Regions from separate parts of the Mus musculus genome. Here region 2 is linked to region 1. Evidence: chromatin contacts called from public Hi-C data. All regions are on one chromosome and are shown on one strand. Each heading gives the region's core, a stretch centred on a gene start, on an enhancer-like site or on the middle of the called end of the contact. The rest is flanking DNA. Distances are from core to core; before and after follow the strand shown.

Region 1 (5,778 bases), core at 1,862-4,361:
CTCGCAGTCACTCACCTGTCTAATAGGTGTAGCGCGCCCCGTACATAACACAGTCTTTCCTGTCTAATAGGTGTAGTGTGTCCCATACATAACACAGTCTTCCCCCACTCTTCTCTGTCCTTTAAGTTGAGAAAGACAGAAGGATATGACAGCTGGGTCTCCAGGATAAAGACAAGATCACCCAAGGAGGTCCAAGCAAAGTGTGGAAAATTAGGAATATGCAGAGAAAGTATGGTTAATCATGAGTCCAGAGACAGTGAAGGAAGGGGAATTGGGAAGAGAAATGATAAAGAGGCTGGCCTGCTCTATACACTGGGTGACAACTTCTAGCATTCATTACTGTAAAAGATAGTGATGCCTTAAAGTACATCACTTAGTACTTAGAAAGTTAGTTTCTTAGAAAGGAAATTAGAATATGGGAGAAGGTAGGTTAGGGTATGCAAATGGCTACTAGTCAGGCCAAACAGACCACACAGTTAAGAATACTCTTTCCAACCAGGTGGTGGTGGCATGGGACTTTAATCCCAGCACCCAGGAGACAGAGGCAGGTGGATTTATGTAAGTTCAAGGCCAGCCTCGTCTACAGAGTGAGTTCCAGGACTGCCAAGGGTATACACAGAGAAACCCTGTCTCTAAAAACAAACAAACAAACAAACAAACCACAAGAAATCTCTGCAGATAGTTGGAGAGGTCTTGTGCCCAGAGGGTAAGTGACTTGCCCAAGGACATGCTGTGAGTGGTAGGGAAAGGTGATGTCTGGAGTAGTCTAGTGCTGGCCACTCTGCCTTGGAGCTGGCTGTCAGTGGCTCCTGGGTGAGAGAGTCCAGCTTACTTTACTCTCCCTAGCTCCCAGTGGAGGCAAGTTCTGGGCCTGCCTCTCTTTCCCATGAGGCATTTACTGGCTCTGCTCCTTCCGGCTCTGGGTCAGTGCACAATGGTAAACAGGTTCTCTCCACCCTTCACTGGCCTTGGCATCCTGGGCCTCTGCCCAGCACTCCACTCTGCTCAGCTCCACCCTGTTGTCTTACAGACTCCAAAAATCTAGGAATCCCTCTTCTTCTGGTCCACTGAACTGGGAAAGGGCCCAGATAGCAAAACCCCCCAGGGCAGTTCTCCTGGACAACTATAAGAAGTTGTGGAGTCTTTTCTTGGCAGAAGATATCATTTCCTTAAAACCCAACCCTAGCCAGGCAGAGTGGTGCCTGAAATTTTCTGCCTGTGACTGGCTGGGTACCTGGGTCACAATCTCCCTTGTAGATGCCCAGAGTCCACTCTGATCTATATGAGACTCTCCAGGCCGTCCTTATCAAACTGTTAACCCTTACTGACAGATCTCACCTAACTGTCCTGACACTGTGTCCACACAGGTCCCTCCTTGCTGGAACTTCTTCATGGCTCCCTATTGCTCCCCCTCCAACAGAAACTATAGGCCCTGGCTCTCCAATCCTTCTGTCCCTTTCACTCCTGGGTTTACCTCTAGGTGTCCCCTCCCTGAGCCACTCCCCTCAGCCTCGCTCCATTTCTAACTGGCTTCCATTCACCACTGAAGACCTCATGCAAAACTGCCTCTCAACTCTATACAGCCTCTAACTGTTCCAGGACAGCACAATCAGCCTAGTGCATTCTATACACAGATCTCCACAGCCTTGCTATAAAGATTAATAAAATATAGCCAAAGTTTCAGAGAGGCAGCTGGTGGATAAATAACTCACATGCACACAAACTGCTAACACAGAGCTTGTGAAAGGTGCGAGGAATCTGCAAGAAGTCCCCAGGGTGAGGATGGAGATGTTTGGGGAGCGGACTTTTAAACTGGGGTTTGAAGGCTGACAGGTAGTGGCTAGGCTGAGAGAAGTGGAAAGTACATACCAGGCAAAAGGTATGTGCAAGTGCAAGCTAATAGGAAGGGCATGGCTTGTGTGGGGAATGTGAGCGGTCCAGCAGAGCAGGTCGGGCCTCCCCACCTGACCTGCGCTCTGCTGAGGCAGCATTCCTCGAGGAGATCTGCTTCTCCAGAGCCCCATCAGGCCATTCTTCGCCACGTGTCTCAGGCTAAGAACAGTTCCTGGTACCTGGCTGGCCCCTGATGAACACATGGTGACCGATTTGCGTTGTGACCTCAGGCCTGAGTTCTCAGCAACAAGCTGGGAATATTGATCTCTGCCTTGAGACAAGACAGATAAACACTTAGGAGCACTCCCTCTGCAGCCTTACAGCAGCTGTAGGTTGTGAGGGCTGAGCTCAGATGTGCTTCAAGTGGCCTTTTACAACATTACAGCTCTCCTATTCAATTAACTAACTGCATGTCCATGATAATGCTTCCCAGGCACTTGCTAAGCATCAGCCACTGCTCAGTATCCAATTGATATCATTTCATTTAACCCTGGTAACAAAGCCCATGAGAGTCATTCTCCAATTACCAACCCCACTTGAAACATGAGAAAACTCAGATTTTCAGCAATCTGAATTTCATAACTGCTGCCTAGGGTTTACAGCAAGCAAGCCTTGGCGGGGGAGGCTAGACCCTCTGCTCTTCTCTGACTATGCTACCCAACTTCAGGACTCAGTGTTGTCTACTCAGCTGGATGCACACAAGCTTTGATCCCAAAAGACTAGAGAGCTCAATGGACTCCAACCCACAAGCAGTGTGACATTTTGCAAGTCACTTTAGCAATCTGGGATTAGGCTTCTGGTGACATAAAGCAGGGCGATACTGACAAGCACATCTCACAGAAATAAGTGAGAGAAGGCGAGGGACAGCCTGGGCTACATGCGAGCTCCTCTGTAAAATAGCATTATGACTGCAAAGGTGAGAGAATGGAAGGGTCACCTAGGAAGTACTGGGAAGCCAGGACAAAGGATCACAAGGCACATCAAGGGAGCGTGCTGGTGGCAACAGTGCCGGTGGTAATCATGAGGCAGACTCTTCCTCAGGTGACTACTAGCAGGGTACAAGACCAGACAACCCTGTGACCATACACTGGTCCTGAAATTCTCAGGAGACTTCTGCTCTCACTTCTGCTTTTTCTTCACAGGCCACAGAGAAGAAAGAACAGTCCCAGAGGCAGGGCTGTCAGAGGGCCTGGCTACAAATGACTCAATAAGGAACTAATGGGGAATTCCCAACTTGCTCTGGTAGGTCAGGGAGCTCCTGAGCTCTCCTGCCTTAGCCCCAAGACCATGGGATGAGTGAGCAGAGCACACGAGGGGAGCTGAATCTTCATGCCTGTACTTACTTCTTTATAACTGCATTAGAAGCCCAAATGAGAGAGGGAGAAAGTAGGAGAGAGCTGAGTCTACTTTATGTATGTGTGTACCTCAAGACAGCCTCACTATGAAGCCTAGGCTGGCTTCAAACGCACAGAGATCTGCCTGGCTCTTGTGGTGTAGTGACATATGCCTTTAATCCTAGCACTTGGGAAGCAGAGGAAGATGGATCTCTGAGTTCTGAGACTACCCTGGTCTACAAAGTAAGTTCCAGGATAGTCAGCACTACACAGAGAAGCCCTGGCTTGAAAACCCCAAAATAAATTTTAAAAACACATGTGTAAAAGTATGAAAGTCACCATGATGCACCAAGGACACAGAGCCCTTCCTCTGTGACAGATAATGTATTGGATGCTTTTCAGATGTCTTCCTCCTAACACCTCTGTCTCCAATGCCACCAATGTCCTGTTGAAGGACTCAAGGTAGCCACATGCCTCCAAAGTGTCAGAAGGAAGACTGGAAGCTAAATTTGCTGATGTCTTAAACTTGGGCTTTCCCAGATTCACATCCAGGTTGTCCTTCCCTGTAAGTCAAGCCAGGGAGGAAAAAGGAAGGAAAAAAAAAAAAAAAGCATCTTCCAGAGGGCAGAGTAGGAAGATTGCTGTATCCATACAGTGACCAGGACCCAGATGCACCGAGGAGGAGGACCTTCCAGAATCTAGGTTCCCTCTCTGGATTCCTCACACTCAGCTGTACCTGTCTCATCTCAGGATACATGTAAGGGAGTGTGTGTGTGTGTGTGTGTGTGTGTGTGTGTGTACACGAGACAAGAAAGAGCTTCCCTCTTCCTTGTGACAACTCAGCTACCAAAACAACACAGAAGACCTATTAGGACAAGTAAGCATTTGAGGCTGGGCTGACAGGAAGAGGGAAGAGAGACCACAAGCTATCAGCTTTAGTAGGGTGGAAAATTGGGACCCCAGATAGCAGGCCTAGTTTCATCCATTGCTCAGTCAGTTTTCCTGTCTGTACACAAAGCCAAATAACTTTTTCCCATTACTTCTGTAACTGCTACCAAAGACTAAGATGATATGGGCCAGTGTAGTGATACAGGCCTTTGATCCCAGCACTCAGGAGACAGAGTCAGGCAGAACTCCCTGAGCTCAAAGCCATTCTGGTCTACATAGGGGTTCCAGGTCAGCACTGGAAACACAGCGAGACACTGTCTCAAAAATAAATAAATACCCAGGAAGTATCACCAACATGCTGTCAAACATGACCTGAACAAGGACGGCGCTGACAGCGAGACATGCTAATGAGGAAGAAGGAAAGCACACAGGGACCCATCCCTATACAAAGAACCACAGACAACTAAGAAATGCTGAAGAGTGCAATAGTCTTTCCCAGGCAAGAGCTCACCTCTTAGTTATCCAATACCAAACGGTGAGCCTGGAAAACAGACATATAAATAACACTGTACTGACAACAGGTTATTTTATATTTAGGAACACACACACACACACACACACGAATGACAAAAATTTGAACAAGGGTTGGGGTATGTGTGATGGTTTGAAGGGAGAAAAGAGAAAATAATGTAATTCTATTATAATCTCAAAAACTAAAAGCTTTTAAAAAATAACTAGATTAAGAAAGACAAATCTGATAGAAAAAAACAAAGAGATAAAACATCCCTCAATCTGATCACATTTCCACATCTATGAAGACCACTGGTCCTGTGCACAAAGGGGCATCTTACACAAGAGGGACAAAATATTCTGGAAGCACTGGTTTCTGCAGAATGTGCCACAGTAAGCCCTTGTCCTGGGCTACCTACCAAAACAGTTTTCCAAGGTCATTTCTCAGAATGTTTGAGATGGATGAGCTCTAGTTTCTCTGCAGGGAAACTGAGGCTTAGAAAAACCAAGCAGCCTTCTCAAGGTCACACAGATACTTAGTAGCTCAGGGAGGCCTAGGACTTGGGTCTCTTGGTTCCTGCTCAGAGGCCTTTGTTTGTACTGTGTTCTTAATCCAGTTATCTTGTTTGAGCCTCACAATCCTTTGTACACAGCTGCACCTGTAACTACTTGTCTAATGTATGACTTCCCTGTTAGACTCTAAGTCATTTGAAAGAAAGACTGCTTTCTATACAGAAGCTGACCCAGGGCTACACACATAGTAAATGCTGGGAAGTAGCCCTGTAACTGAATGAGGGGACTTGCTTAAGCCATGAACCATAGGAGTCAATTGGGAAGCTGGTACCAAGTACCCCTGTACTTAGTTAAGAGTACTTTCTCCATATGGGAGCCTAAAGCCATGTTTCCAGCCAGAATCTCTAATCTCTTAAAACTTGGTGTGCCCCTAGAGCTTGCTTCTCATAGGTCCAGTACTCACCGGTTCCAGCCAAGAAACCAGGTAGAAGAAATCCATTAACTCAAACTGGCCTTGGTTGTCATTTGCCTCCCCTTGATCAGTTTACACTACTCTGAAAGCCCCAAATCCCCTGTCTAGCTGCTGTAGCTCCCTAAGGTAGGACTCCTTTGTCCTCAGGCTCACTCCGAGCCTCTTGGA
Region 2 (5,778 bases), core at 2,233-4,732, 520 kb before region 1:
AAGGGACCCTTGCCAACTCCTCTCTCCATTCTTCCTTTGACTTCCTGGCTTGCAGTGCTGGAAATCAAACATAAGGTCTTCTGCGTGCTGGGCAAACAATCCATCCCTGAGTTACATCCTCAGCCTTTGGCTTTGTTGTTTGTTTGTTTGTTTGTTTTGAGACAGGTTTTTTTCTGTGTACCCCTGGCTGTCCTGGAACTCACTCTGTAGACCAGGCTGGCCTCGAACTCAGAAATCTGCCTGCCTCTGCCTCCCAAGTGCTGGGATTAAAGGTGTTCACCATCACTGTCTGGCTATTTGTTGTTGGTTTTTGTTTTTGTTTTTTTTTTTTTAAAACAACAACAGGGTCTCACTATGTAATCCTGGCTAGCTTGGAGCTCACTATGTAAACCAGGCTAGCCTCAACTTGAACTCTTCCACCTCCTAAGTGCTTAAAATAAAAGATGTGCATCACCACACACACACACAGCCCACGCATAATTAAAAAAAAGATAGAGCTGAAGAGAAGACTCAGTGGTTACATTTGTTGCTCTTGCAGAGGACCTGGGCTCAGTTTACAGCACCTCTATGGTGGTTCCTCCATCCACGGCAGCTGCAGAGCACCTGACACCTCTGACTTCCACAGGCACCAAGCACACATGAAAGCAAACACTTATAGACATAAAATAAAAATAAACGCAAGAAAACCAGTCCATCCCAGACTGTCCCTCAAGTGATCCTTGTGTGACAAAGGGAAGGCCGGGGTGCAGGCCTCAGGAGCCGGCCTCCACGCCCGTGAGCACACACCTCGGAACATGTCGTACCACACCTTCTTGGCCTTGAGGTGCTGCAGTCCATTCAGGTGCTTCTTTCGGTTGTGGAGGTTGTCCTGGAAGGAGCGGTCACAGTAGTCACAGAAGTACCGCTTCCCCATGGCCACATCCACTATACGCTGGGGCCCCTGCAAAGTCACAAAACATGTGATCAGACCATCGAAGAAAGCTTCATGCTCCAAAGCTCTGGGCACAGGGCCCTCGACTGAGCACAGCACGCCAGGCCTGCTTCCTGGAGGGCCTGCAGGGCCGACCACTCATTAGAAGTAACAGGCCTCCTGGCATAGGGACCTTGCACTTCTGCTGCAGTCCCCAACACTGACCAGCCCAGCTAAACTGCAGCGTATGAGGCCCAGGTCTGGAGGTTTATTCCTTTAAGTTTCTAGGTAATTCTCATAGTGCGCATGCTGGAGGACCATCACCATAAGCCCACCTCCTGTGTTCTCTCCCGTTTAGGCCTTCTTTCTGCTCCTCTCACATGCCAGACACTTGGCTGCCTTCTTGTGTTCGTACTTGCTGCCCTTGGGCCTGGATGCTGTCCCTCAGATACTGTCCCCCGGGGGCACTCCGTCCTTTGATCTTTGCTCCAATGCCACCTTCTTAGTAATCTGCCATGACCACTGTATCTGAGTACATGGGAGCCTCTTCAGTTCTCGCCACTCCGTTTTCCACTCCGTTTTATTTTCCCTCACAGCACTTATCTCCTTTAGAGCAATAAATCACTTGTTATGTTACTGTCTTTCTTCTCCAACAAGAATATAAATCCACAAAGACAAGTAGAGTTTGCTGTTTTTGAGGGGCCCCAGCACCTGAATGGTACTTGGAATAGAGTAGACAATCAAGCCTTTGCAGAATAAATTAATGAGTTACCTCATTCTCTTTGGGACAAGAGGGATTCAGAGGGAGGAAGCCGTTTGCCTAACATCACACAGCTGGCAAGCAGAAAGCACATTCAGGTCCCCTAAAAATTCTGTTTCCAAGTGTCCTCTCTCCCACAGCTCACTCAGTGCTCAGGGAAGCCAGCTAGTTCCACAGCAGGTGCTGACAGCTTCCTGAGGAGACTACTGAATCTTGGGGGAGGAGGCTCCCCGCCAGCATCAGATGGAAATGTCTTAAGGCCCTCAGCAACAGTTCCCTCAGCCACCATTCCCATGCCAGGAATCTGGAGCCCAAGGTGGGTAGTGATTCTCTGCCTCTAACAGTCAAGCACACCGGGAGCCACCCAGAGGGACTGGCAAAGGCGGAGCGAGGCTAGAGCAACCTCACGTGACAGAGCAGGGTCCTGAGGCCCCCAGGAAGATGGGAACAACTTCCTTGAGGTACAAGGTGGCTGCCTGGAGAAGTAGCCAAAGCCCTAGACTGCCAAGTACCTGGCAAACAAGGCTGACTCTGGGAGCCAATCCACAGAGCAAACAGATGGGGGAACACACCTCAGGAGGGAGGGACTGGGGAGAGAAGGAGAGACAAACAATTGCCCTGGATGGTTCAGGCAGCCAAGCGGGCTGATGGAGAAAGTTGCTCCTGCAGCAGACAGGGATGACAGCCATTAAGTCAGGGGCTGTAATGGGATCAGGAACAGCTAGTCATTCCAAATGAAAACGTATAAAACCTCTCTTCTCCCATTACTTCCAAGAAACTGCATCCCAGACACGAGGATTTGATCTATTAAATTTGGCAGCTCTAATACACCCCATCTTGCCAATAAACTTATAGGAATTGGATTGAAATTGTAAGAGATGAACGCTTAACGGCCGAGTGCTTAACCAAGCCATTCACGAAGCTTGAAGCTCCAAGGAGCTGCTGGCTCCGGAGAGTAATGGGAAAAGGAGGGGCGGGGGAAGGTATCCCTCTGGGAGACTGACGTGAAGTGGAACAGTGGCTTTGCAACAGACTGAGCTGGACTGAGAAAGCAGCTGTGTGACCTTGTGCGAGTCACTGTCCCTTCTTGACCCATATCTTTTACCACGTGATTATGAGGCAGTGGATAAGAACAGTGAGCCTTGTTTCAGGAGCAGTAGAGAGAAACATGCGAATGCACATCTGCATGTTAAGGCTAGGCTGCAGCTCAGTGGCAGAGCTCGTGCCTAGTGTGCATGTGGCAGTGGGTTCAATCGCTAGCACCATAAATAAAATGATTATGAACTGAAACTACCCCTCATGCTCCGTCTGAAGCACGTGCTCAGGGCGGGCCACCGGAGCTGTGGTCCTGAGCTAAGAGCTTTACATGCATCCTTCACACGCATGCACCCTTGGCAAGGCCTGCCAGGGACGCCGTGAGACTCAGGACAAGGCCACTGAGGCCCCAAAGGGATAGTCACTCAGTCACGGTCACACCAGGAGAAGGCAGCTGAGCTGGGTCTGCTGACTCACCCCACCCCATACCACCCCATACCACGCTGGCCCCTCTGAAACCCAACACATATGTATTAAAACCTACTTATGAATGAGACACTGAGGATTAAAGAGGTACCACCATGTGCCCTGGTCACAGAACATGTTCAGAGTAGGGAAGCCTCTATTTATACCATTGCAAACATTAGCCAAGGAGGAAATCTAGGCCATGTGCCTCTTTGCCTGCCTGTTCAGCCACAGTAGAAACCAAATAAGCCCCAGTGGGGCTGGGCTCTGTTTATGTGGCCCCTCCCCCATACACACATACATGGTAGCAGACCTCCTTCATGAACCTCAGCAAAGAGCCAAAGCTGACCATCTGTATCCTCCTCTGGCTACCCCAGAGAAGTGTACAGCTGTGTCAGGTGAAGCTGGGGCTGTCACTTGCCCTCTTAGGGCCCCATTGTTCAGTGGCAGGAGGGTGGTCGAACCAGGTGATCTCTGAAGGGCCTCTGTAGTCTAAAATTTGTTGGCGAGATAAGGTACCCACAGCAGTGCCACTTACTCAACTGTCACTGTTGGGATGGCACTGGGCCCCAGACCCTGCTATCCTAGTTTCTAGGAAGAGTATTTGGGGCAAGGGCTGGGCTCCAGAGTTCAAGTCTAAGTTTAAATCCAGGCCTTCTGCTTCCTAGCTCTGGTCTGAACAGTCATTTGCCTTCTGACTCCGTTTCCTGTGCAAACAGGGATGTTAAATTAGGAGTGGCCCATGGGTAGCTGTGAGCATCAGAGCATTCATGTTTGCACCAAACACAGCACCAAATCCATATAAACCGTCATAAATCCCTGCCTGTCAGTATTGTCATTATTACAGGCCTGCTGAAACTGGACATCAGTGTTCAGGTGACCCCTGAGTTAGCCAGTTTACATTCCAGATAAGGCAAGTGAGTCTAAGAGAGAACCAGGCAGCTACTATAGAGTCCACAGCACAGAGAGCGGACAGAGCAGACTCCCACGCTATACTTGCCCACAGCCTTCACTGTCGGGGGGGGGGGGGGGACAGTAGATGCCAGTGCTTCTCACTTCTTTCTCTGTCTTGTCCCCACAGCGGATGCTCAAAGCCATGCATTGGCAGGAGCTGGCCTTTAGCAAGGTGACCTGTCCAGACAAGAAGTTCTAGGTTCCTGATCCAACTGCCTCCCGCTAAGGGCTTGGGCACATGAGGGGCAGCCCGCAGAACCTCTTAGCCAGGTACAGCATCTTGCCACACTGTAAACAGAAACACTCATGCCACAGCCAGGCGTCCTTGGACAGAGCACAAGCTGCACCATGAGCTCCTTGACCCTGAGCTATCTGAAGGGGGACAGCTGGAGTGTCTATGACGGGAACAGACAGCAGCATGGGGTGCTGACTAAGCTGGCCTTCTCCAAAATGATTCATCCTCCTCTTCAGCAGTGTGAGCTAGGCCCTGTCCAGAACACAGGATGATCCAGCCCCATTCCCCACCAGGAACACAGGTGCTACCACCAGCCCACTCCCAGGGACCACGTCCATGGCTACCACGCTATCTGCTGACTCCCCAGAATTTGACCAGATGCCAGGGCTGGCTATTCATGGCTAAGGAACAATGCTTAAGATAGTGAGACACTCTCTGGGACCATATAGCAGATTCTAATGCTAATGACCTCTGCAAAGTTATTTCATGTACCGAGTGTGTCCTTAGCTATAAAGCCAGGATCCCACAGCTAAGCTGCTGAAGGCTTTCGGCATCCACAAGTGATGGATTCCAGGACCCTCGTGGATATCACCTCAATTGGTTCATCCGTTATATAAAATTCCACAGAATTTAAATCTAACTCACATACAGCCTCTTGTATATTTTAAATCCTTTTGAGAGTATTTATAATATCCAGTAATTATAAATGTTATGGATACAGTCATTTTATTGAATTGTTTAGGGAATGTCAAAAATATACATATTCAGTACTTTGTGTTTTGAGACACACTTTATCTGTGTAATCCTGGTTGTCCTGGAACTCACTTTGTAGATGAGGTTAGCCTCAAACTCAGAGATCTACCTGCCTCTGCCTCCTGAGTGCCAGGATTAAAGGAGTGCACCTGTGCCACCACACAAGGCTACTTTTTGAAAACTACAGTCAAATTCAATGGTAGAGGAGGCTGATATCTCATTTTGCATGCAGGGTTATTCTCTTGTGGACCACGTTCCTTCACAGAACACAGGCTCAAGGGCAAAGAACTCTGTCTAACCCACCCTTGCTCCTAATCGCCAAGATCATAGTGCCTGCATAGTGAGTGGTGCAGAGCCAGGCCCTCCCTCCAACTTGCCTGGTGCCATTACCTTCCCTGTTGGAAAAGCCAAGCAGGTAGGACTCTCATTGTACCCAGCCACTGCCACAGGAGAGCCGACTCCTGCAGAGCTCTGACCTGTTCTGTTGTGCACTGCCCATAGCACCTAAGTCTGTCCTGGCTGTGTCACTGTACCTGGCTTCAGTCCTCCAGGCTCGAAGAATGACCAACCTCTACCCATATAGGTACAGGAAGAGGAAAACACACAGAGGGGTGGGTGAAGGGAAACAGCTTTAGATTTGATTCAGGAATGCTGGCATCTTGCTTT

The links. A called contact is a pair of places that touch in the nucleus more often than the background predicts.
Region 2: a contact with region 1 is called in a Hi-C map of the HPC-7 cell line, with 3 times the contacts expected there. The contact joins two enhancer-like sites. A contact is called at or near these places in 4 of 39 promoter capture datasets (fetal liver, hippocampal neurons, liver and 1 more), 2 of 484 Hi-C or Micro-C datasets (the HPC-7 cell line and colorectal tumor organoids), 1 of 115 datasets of contacts at active chromatin or transcription factors (stem cell-derived neural progenitor cells) and 2 of 9 other capture datasets (embryonic stem cells and macrophages).

Annotation. Positions count from the first base shown.
Region 1 is chr11:4,193,089-4,198,866 of GRCm38.p6, reverse strand. The region is part of intron 1 of Tbc1d10a (TBC1 domain family, member 10a); the gene reads right to left. Among named protein-coding and RNA genes, the nearest start is that of Tbc1d10a, 9.1 kb to the right of the region's middle. Within about 2 kb of position 3,111, at least 124 of the 459 cell types and tissues checked have an H3K27ac peak or open chromatin away from gene starts, as enhancers often do. A contact at or near this core is called in the HPC-7 cell line, where this site is marked.
Region 2 is chr11:4,717,520-4,723,297 of GRCm38.p6, reverse strand. It overlaps Zmat5 (zinc finger, matrin type 5), which reads right to left. Exons shown (of 6, transcript NM_026015.3): 2 at 787-940. The coding sequence starts at 913. Among named protein-coding and RNA genes, the nearest start is that of Zmat5, 16 kb to the right of the region's middle. Within about 2 kb of position 3,482, at least 16 of the 459 cell types and tissues checked have an H3K27ac peak or open chromatin away from gene starts, as enhancers often do. A contact at or near this core is called in the HPC-7 cell line, where this site is marked.